Linked DNA regions of Mus musculus: region 1 is linked to region 2. Evidence: chromatin contacts called from public Micro-C data. All regions are on one chromosome and are shown on one strand. Each heading gives the region's core, a stretch centred on a gene start, on an enhancer-like site or on the middle of the called end of the contact. The rest is flanking DNA. Distances are from core to core; before and after follow the strand shown. Region 1 overlaps Gm38475 (a long non-coding RNA gene). Region 2 holds the start of Bcat1 (branched chain aminotransferase 1, cytosolic).

The links. Hi-C and Micro-C count contacts between places; a contact is called where the count stands out from the background.
Region 1: a Micro-C map of trophoblast stem cells shows a contact between it and region 2, with 6 times the contacts expected there. The contact joins the enhancer-like site here to the promoter of Bcat1 in region 2. A contact is called at or near these places in 9 of 484 Hi-C or Micro-C datasets (the G1E-ER4 cell line, embryonic stem cells, myeloid progenitors and 3 more), 5 of 115 datasets of contacts at active chromatin or transcription factors (all in embryonic stem cells) and 1 of 9 other capture datasets (embryonic stem cells).

What each region holds. Positions count from the first base shown.
Region 1 is chr6:145,544,457-145,548,903 of GRCm38.p6, forward strand. The region is part of intron 1 of Gm38475 (a long non-coding RNA gene); the gene reads right to left. Among named protein-coding and RNA genes, the nearest start is that of Gm38475, 68 kb to the right of the region's middle. Within about 2 kb of position 1,660, at least 56 of the 459 cell types and tissues checked have an H3K27ac peak or open chromatin away from gene starts, as enhancers often do. A contact at or near this core is called in trophoblast stem cells, where this site is marked.
Region 2 is chr6:145,074,415-145,078,622 of GRCm38.p6, forward strand. It overlaps Bcat1 (branched chain aminotransferase 1, cytosolic), which reads right to left and starts at 1,743. Exons shown (of 11, transcript NM_007532.5): 1 at 1,475-1,743. The coding sequence starts at 1,480.

The DNA.
Region 1 (4,447 bases), core at 410-2,909, 470 kb after region 2:
GGAGATCAATGGCAACAGTCTCTGGAGCTAACAGCGCTGGGCCTCCCACACGTCCCGCAGCACATCTGAAGCGTCAGACACAGGAGTGACTCCATAAACAGTACGCAGAGACCATCTGATGTAAGGGGAATGCGGGAGTGAACGGCAACCTGGATATCGTCTAAGACAACGCGGGCTAAGCTGAGTAGAACAGCAGTCTGTGGTGGAGACGGGTCTCTCAGTGGCACATGGTACTTACACAGCCACAAAGAAGTCGATGCTTCTAGCAGGCATTACACATTCGCTACATTTCACATTCGCTACACATGACAATGAGAAACATGCATTTGCTTGCGTGCTTATAGCTGTCCTCAGGGTAGCACTACCATGGTGTTACTTACAAAGAAGTGGATGTTTGGAGAGGTTAAGTATCTTGTGCAAGCTCACACAGCTATGCCATCCTCAGTGTTTGAACATGACTGCCCAACTGTGCTGCTTTAGAAAGTTGTTTGGAGGTGAAGTCTGGCAGAAGGAAGTGAGTCACTATTGGAGGTGAGGGGCGGGTCATGAGGGTTGTAACTCAGCCTTGCTTCCTGTTCACCCTCTCTGCTCCCTGCTCTGGTAAGATGTGACCTCACAGCCTATGTCCCCATTGCTACAGTGGAGAACAATCCACCACCACACCTTTACCACTGGGGCAGGCTACACCCCTCAAACTGAGAACCTGAGTAAACCACGCCCCCTTCCACAGCTCCTTGGTGGGTATTAACCACCTGCTCAGGACACTTCAAGTCAGTCACTTGCTCATTCCATGTCTGCCTCATCTCAGACCTATAGGCGACTTCAGCTTCTTGTCCTCGTGACAACCAGCATTTAGGTGTCACTGACCCAGGCCACTCACGCTTTCCTCCATGAAATGTCTCTGTTGGAGTTGGTTTGATGCTGCCATGTACACAAATGCTAAATACTGGCTCTCAAGATTAGGCTGCCTGCAATTAGGAGATCCCCAACGACACTAAATGATACTCTGTAAGCCTTGCTCCCCAACTTAATTGGTCAATAAAAACCTTTGCTCCCCAAGTTAATCAGTCAATAACTGCCTGTGGTTGGGCAGTAGAGAGAGAAAGGCAGGACTTGAAGACTGCGTGAGGGGTCTCAGGAAAGAGAGCAGAGAAGAGAAGAAAGGACACAGAGGGAGGAGGAGGCCTCCATGAAAGGAGATGGACCATGAGCACGTGGCCAGGAGGATCAGCAAGTGACAAGGGACATATGGCTGGGATGTAAGTTAGAATAGCTCAATTTTAACTAAGCCTGCCCAATCTAGGCTTACAGCTTGTAAATAAATACCAGTATTGTAAGGTTTTTATACAAGCTAGATAGAATATATTAATTCTACTATAAATTGGCCCACAACTTAACAGCAGTTAGAATCCAAGCTTACAGCTTGACAAGGCCTGGGTAAAAGGGTGGGGGTGGGGGAGTCAGCACAGCTGGACAAGAGGCCTGGTCTTTTTAAAAAAAAAAAAAAAGAGAGAGAGAGAGAGAACAAAAGCAGACAGAAGCCCTAGAGAGAGCTAGGCCTGAGGCTGTGGGTGAAGGCCTGAAGCAGTGCAGAAGCCCAGTGGGTTGGAGAGGCCTGGCCAGGAAGGCAGGAGGCTGAACCAGTGGGGCAACCTTCTGGACTGAGCTGAGGGGGAGGAGCTGCGCTGAGGGGGCGGAGCTGCACTGAGGGGCGGGGCGGAGCTGAGGAGGCGGAGCTGGCTGCCTTAGACACCTGCTGACCCCAGGAGCCTGCAGAGACCCAGAAGTTCAAAGGGAACATTGCTTCTGAGCTGCAATAAAACTAACAGCCCCAAGCGTCCTAACTGCGGAGGCACTAAGTTTAAAATTGGTAAATCGACATCCCTAAAGCGAGTCAGAGATTAAAGGGAAAAATACTTTCCATGTTAAAAAATGGAAAACACTCCAGCAGAAGGCGCTTGGATCTTGTACGGTTTTGTTTTTCCTTGTTGCCATGGAGCTAGCGACAGCACATTCAGTAGCACCATGGTTTCTGTGCCCTCTCTGAGGAAGATCAAATGAAACAGACTTGGGTAAAGAGAGATCTGAAAGATGGAACGCTAAATTAGTCAGGAAAAATAGAGGAAGAAAAAAGGAAACTGGTGGCAGCTGGAACTCAGAGCTCTCTGGCTGTGAGATGTTTGTTAGCGCTTGCTGCTACACGGGCTCAGGTACAGTGTGGCAACGCCTGACTTCCAAGGCCTGTGAGATAACCTAACACAGCTGGCCCCCAACTTAGAATTCTCTTGTTTCCTTGCTTGGATTTTGTTTGAATGTTTTTGTTTTTCCCTAATAGCAGGGAAACAGGAAGGATATTTTTATTGGTTGACTTTACTAACACATAGAAGAATTTTAAAGATTTTAAGTAAATTCAGAATGTCACTACAATTTATAAGATATAGCAATTTGCAAACATCCAAAATGACACATTTTTTCCATAAAAGTACTATCTAGGTTTTTGCTTAATAATAAATAATATATCCTTAATGATCTAAAAGGTAAATACATATTGATCTCAAATTTATATAAAGAAAAAGGGGAATATAGACATATTTATCTACATAAGGTATATTTATAATTTCACTTTGAAAGATAATGCTTTTTCTGTTGGCAAAAATAATTTTGCCCTAGGAAAGATATTTTCTAGTAGTCAATATAAGGACCCAGAGTTAGGGTTGGGGCAGGGTTATCTTCCATCTAAATTATTAGAAATAAGATTTGACCGGGGAAGACACCCTGAATATCTTGGCTACAGACAGACAGAGAGAGATTGGCAATATCAACAAGATAGGTTAATATATATCTGTTCTGTCTACATGAGAAAAGCTCTGAGACCAACTGAGACATGAATATGAATGTATGTGTGTGTGTGTGTGTGTGTAGTCAATAAATCTTGTTGGCAACCAAGTCTTCAGGACTTACCATGCCATTGTTTTAAGTGGCATATATATTAGTCTATGTTACAGTTTTGTTACACGATCCAAACTAACTTATAAAGACAGACAGATAATTTTCAGCTGCTCAAACAAGAACAAAGAATCATCTTTAACTGATCTATGCACCTTGCACATTATATACACTATTGGTACAGAACTGTCTATTACTTGTGAGAGCTTACATGTTAACAGAAAATGACAACCGAGGAAGTGGCCCTAACCGGATCCACCCTTGTGGGTGCTGGGATGCCTGATCTGGCCTCAGACTGCCTCAAAGCTGTTTCCTTGGGAGACTTGCTTCCAGAATGGCTTCAGGGAAGGCTGTTGGCCCCAGATGACCACAGTTCATCCAGCCTTGCACACTGATCCAGCCAGGACTTCAATTAGGCCTTGAACTTTCCCACCCCACAGAGACTGGACAACAAACGGTGCAGCCAGTTCTCCCAGGACTTGGCCAATATCCCACTTTTCACAGAGTCCCAAATCTCTTAGGATTCCCAAAAGATGCTGTTGCCCCTAAATAGCAGGAAGTGATCTTAAGTAGACATGTTCCCCCATTGCCAAGACATGGGATGGATGATTTTGGTCATTTTACTGGATAAAGGATGCTTGTTGTTATAAAGAGGTTGGTTACAAGTTATTAATGGTCTTGATCGGGGAAAAACAAGGTTAGGAGGTTAGACTCGGGGATTTCTTTCTTTCCCTTTCTTTTCTCTATCCTTCTTTCTTTCTTGTGTGAGGGGAAAGGGTTAAAAGAAAAAGGGTAAAAATAAAAATATTATAGGGAAAAGGTGGGACATAGGAATAATGGGTAGATTATTGAGTCTACTCTTCAACTATTAGAGCTACTAGCCAAAAACTTACATTAGTATAGATCTTTGAATATTAATACATATTGAGGTTATAATTTGTTACATTGGGTATATAACTATTGTATACTGATACAAATTTAAGGTTATTCTTGATATACATAATGTATATATGTCTTCAACTTTTATTTGAGGTATTGATAATTCTTAAAGATGTAATGTAAATTTCTACTCCTTTTGAGCTGCTATAATGGATGGTTAGGGATAAATAAGAAATGCTAGTTAAATGCCAGGCATGGTGGCACATGCCTTTAGTCCCAGCACTTGGGAGGCAGAGGCAGGTGGATTTCTGAGTTCGAGGCCAGCCTGGTCTACAAAGTAAGTTCCAGGACAGCCAGGGCTATACAGAGAAACCCTGTCTCAAAAAACCAACCAACCAACCAAACAACCAAAAAAACAACCCCCCCAAAACAAAACAAAACAAAGAAATGCCAGCTAATACTTAGGCAATTAAGTTCATGATTGTGTTAATACTAATTAATTAATTATAATAAGATATTTTCAGGTTATTCAGATGGCAAATAACTAAAAGTAAATAACATTTGACAATTCAGATATACTACAGCTAGATAGTTGGTCTACAAAAACCACAGAGATCCACAT
Region 2 (4,208 bases), core at 493-2,992:
CCTGCAGCCTAAGGTGGCTAGGGGCTGCTGCCAAGGATAGCCCTGAACTCTTGATTCTTCTCTCTCTACCCCACAAGCACTGGGACTACAGGTATGTGTTAAGCCTGGCCCTCAGAGACATTTAAGAAAAAAAAGAAAAAGACAAAGAAAAAAACTTTCCATCATTTGTCTCTGACTCAGAAAGCAAATTAAGATGAAACACACCACTCACCCCTGCACCACTCTCTCCCAACAAGGCAGTAAGTAGCCATCTTGGCTTAGCCCCCTTCATTAGTTATACAGATTTGAGCCTTGCCAAGGGGACCACAGCTGGGGAATTTAAACCCCTTGCTCAGCTGGCTTGTGGCTTCCAGCTTTTCCCTATACACAGACTGCCCATCTATGGAGTCTAGGAACTTATATTTTAAGGTAGATATATACAGAATGAACAAATGATTAAGAGAGATAGTGAATACATTAAATGCATGTGGATAAAATTATAAAGGCATATGATTTAGTGAGATAAGGTAAAGAATGTAAAGAAAAGGAGAGAAGAGAGGGGAGGCAAGGAGAGGAGAGAGAGATGAGAAGAGAAAACGAGAAAATTAGAAAACGAGAAAATGAGAAAACGAGAAAAAGGAAAAGAGAAAAAGAGAGAGAAAAAGAGAAAGGGTATCTATCTATCTATCTATCTGTCAGGGCTAGGAGCGAGGGCGGCACAGTGGGGATGGAGACGTGACGTGTGGATTCCCTCCAGCTAGGCTTGAGCAGTCTGAGTGTCTAACTTCCTCCGCCTCCTCAGAAACTGAAACGTGGCTCCGCTCTGTAGCTCCCCGAAACCCACGTTTTATTACTCGAATATTCCTTGCGGGAGACTAGGTGACTGCACAGCCGACAGAGCATCATTTCCCTTCGGAAAGGAAACTTTTCAGATCTGGCAGTTTTTCAGACAGCCAGAGCTCTGGCTCTGGAAAATATCTTAAAACGCCTCAGGCTGGCCTCTGGGCTAGCTATCTCAGATGATAATTAGAGTTCACCGCCTGCACTCTCTGGTCCTGAAGCTCGAGTGGTCCGTAACTCGGAAGCTTCCACTTGGAACCTGGACCTTAAAAGACAAGCGATCTGCTTTCGGCAGATAAGAGGGTCCTCCTCCCCCTTCTATTACAACTACCCAGAAGAGCGTCCGAGCATCCTCGCCAAACCCTATCTCTGGGCAGCTCAAACGCAACGATACGGTCCTTCTTCCCGCCTAGGGAGCATGTAGGAGAGGCGCTGTGGCATCCTCTAAATCTGGGTACCGCATTTACAGAACCAGGACAAGAACCGGAGCGGGAGCATCTGCGGGTGGATACGAGGCCAGATCCCCACGCTTAGTAGCCCAGGACGGGGGACAAAGCAAGTTGGTCCTTCCATCCTCCTCTCTCCACCCAGTGTCCGAGATATTCCGGGTGGGTGAGTAGCTGCATTCCAGCATGAACTTCAGCAATACGCTTACCTTCATTTCTCGTGGCTTGGGTCGTGGCTCCGGCTCCTGGGTGCAAATGTGAGTCTCCTCTGGAGGAGGCGGCTGTGCAGTGACACGTGGCGCTCAGGGTCGGTCGGCAAGCGCGGAAGATGGAGAGCTGGGCGCGCTCCGCTGCGGATTGCATCAGCAGCGACTGGCTCAGCCGCGAGCTACAGTCCGACCTCTGGCTCACTCCAGGGTGGAGACACTGATCCCCTCCAGTGATTTGTATCGCAGGAGGGGAGGTAGCAGAGGAGGACAAATCTGAAAGCGTCTTTGATTCATTTGCTACCTCCCCAGTCCCTCCCCCAATCATACGCTGTACTAGGATCTAGTCTCAGAACTGGGAAGTTTTAAGGTATATTTTGGATAATAAAGAAGAGTTTGGGTTTTTCCGTCTCGCTCTCACGCTCCACACCCCACAGACAACTCTCAAATACAACCACTCTTACCAACTCCTTTTCTCTCTAATTTTTATAACATTTAAATAAATATAATAGATTTTGAATAGGAGCGGGTGGCTAGATGGACAGGGACAGTGGTGGATAAGGGCCAACTGGCAGGAGCCGGTTCTCTCCTTCCACCATCTGAGCCCTGGATGGAACTCTCACTCTCAGTCTGTGGTCTACGCTCTGTAGTCGTCTCTTAGTTTGCATCCTTTGATGTGCACATACAGAAGTAATTTAATGTGAAATGGTCCTCACCACCTGATAACTTCCTTCCTGCGTCCACACAAGCCTCAGGCAAGGCTCCCACCGATGGGATTTCAGTTGAGGAGAGGATCTCTCTGAAAATCTGAAAACTTTCTTTTTAGTAAATCTAAGCAGAAGGCTTTGCTGTGAAATTTTCATTCTTAACTCCCTAGGAGAGAATAGGCTTTTCCCCGACCATGTTTTGCCTGTATCCTTTGTTTGTTTGTTTGTTTGTTTTAGATTTATTTATTATATGTAAGTACACTGTAGCTGTCCTCAGATATTCCAGAAGAGTGCATCAGATTTTGTTACGAATGGTTGTGAGGCACCATGTGGTTGCTGGGATTTGAACTCGGGACCTTCGGAAGAGCAGTCAGCACTCTTAACCACTGAGCCATTTCGCCAGCCCTATTTATTTTTTTAAAAATGTTTTCTTTCTTCTCATTTTTCTTTTCTGACTTATTTATGTGTGAGTTCACCATCACTGTCTTCAGATGCACCAGAAGAGGACATCAGATCCCATCATAGATGGTTGTGAGCCACCGTGTGGTTGCTGGGAATTGAACTCAGGACCTCTGAGAGAGCAGTCAGTGCTCTTAACTGCTGAGCCATCTCTGCAGCCCTTGTTTTTCTTTTCTGCTGCTTGGAATGAAACTGCCCAGGTGAACAATGAATAGCTGAATTATCCTGACAAATGTACTGAGTTATCTTTGCACCCAGCACAACAGCAACAACTTCTTCCCTTCAGAAGACTGTAGTCCAGATCGGTTTTAACTCAAGCAGCGCTGTGGGCTTTAAGTGGTGAGTGTAGACATCCTGGGTTATTGTTCATACGATGGAGCACTGATCCACAGTAAGAGGAAATGAAGCAAGGCGTTGAGCTGCCTGCCTGTAGTCCCAGCAACTCGAGTCTGAAGCAACACACACACACACAACACATGTGCACCACACACATACCACACACACACACACAACACATGTTCACCACACACATACCACATACACACACCCCCCACACACATACAACACATGTGCACCACACACATACCATTCACACAAATACACTCCACAGGCTCACACCACATGTCCACATGTCCACACACACACACCACAACAACAAAAGCAGTTATGTGTATACCATGGACAAACCTTGAAAACATTGTGCAGTTTGAAAAGAAGCTGGTATGTGGTGGCCAATCTGGTGAATCAGTGCAAGACTTCCTAACTTGGATGTCTAAGATTTTCTAGGTCTGGGCTATGGCTCAAGCACTAGAGTGCTTGCCCGAATCCACCCAGCCCTGAGCTCAGTCCCTCGGTCACCTGGGTAGTGAGGAGAAAGGAACAAACCAGGAAGGGAGGGAGAAGACAGAGAAAAGGTGATAAAATTGTTCTAAAATTAGGTGGGAGCCATACACTAAAAACCATTGCAGAGTTTCATTGGTGGGTCGGTTGGTCGGTGGTTGGTTGGTTGGTTGGTTGGTTGGTTGGTTGGTTGGTTGGTTGGTTGGTTTGCGACAGGATTTCACTGTGTGAGCCTAACTGGCTTAGGAGTCACTTCGATCTACCTGCCCCTCCCCCATGGGCACTGAGCTAAAAGGGTGTGCCACCCTGCCTTGGGCCACCTTGTTTAGCTGAGGTACACATGTGTTGGAGATCAGGCCCTGCCCTCCCCTGAATTACTCCATAGTGTAGAATAATACAGTGGTTTTTCTCAGTTGGTGCATTGCCCTGAGAGAACCACTTATAAGCAGCTTTTGTATTCCATTCTAATGGAAGAAGGAAGACTGCGCACACAGGAGGAGGTAGATCCAGAAATGGCAGCATCTGTCAGGAGCCACCCACCCAGCACAGGGCTTATTCCTAAAGGGACTAAGCTCAGAGCCAGGCTGACTCCATGACAGGCTACAAAGTGACAATTTGGGAGACTAGGCCTAAGCTTTTCTTTCCCAGAAATGAAAACCGGGATCCAGGAACCAGTGGTGAGACAGCCATAGCTTCAGGCAGCCAATCCGTGGATGCCGTGTCATCTGGCC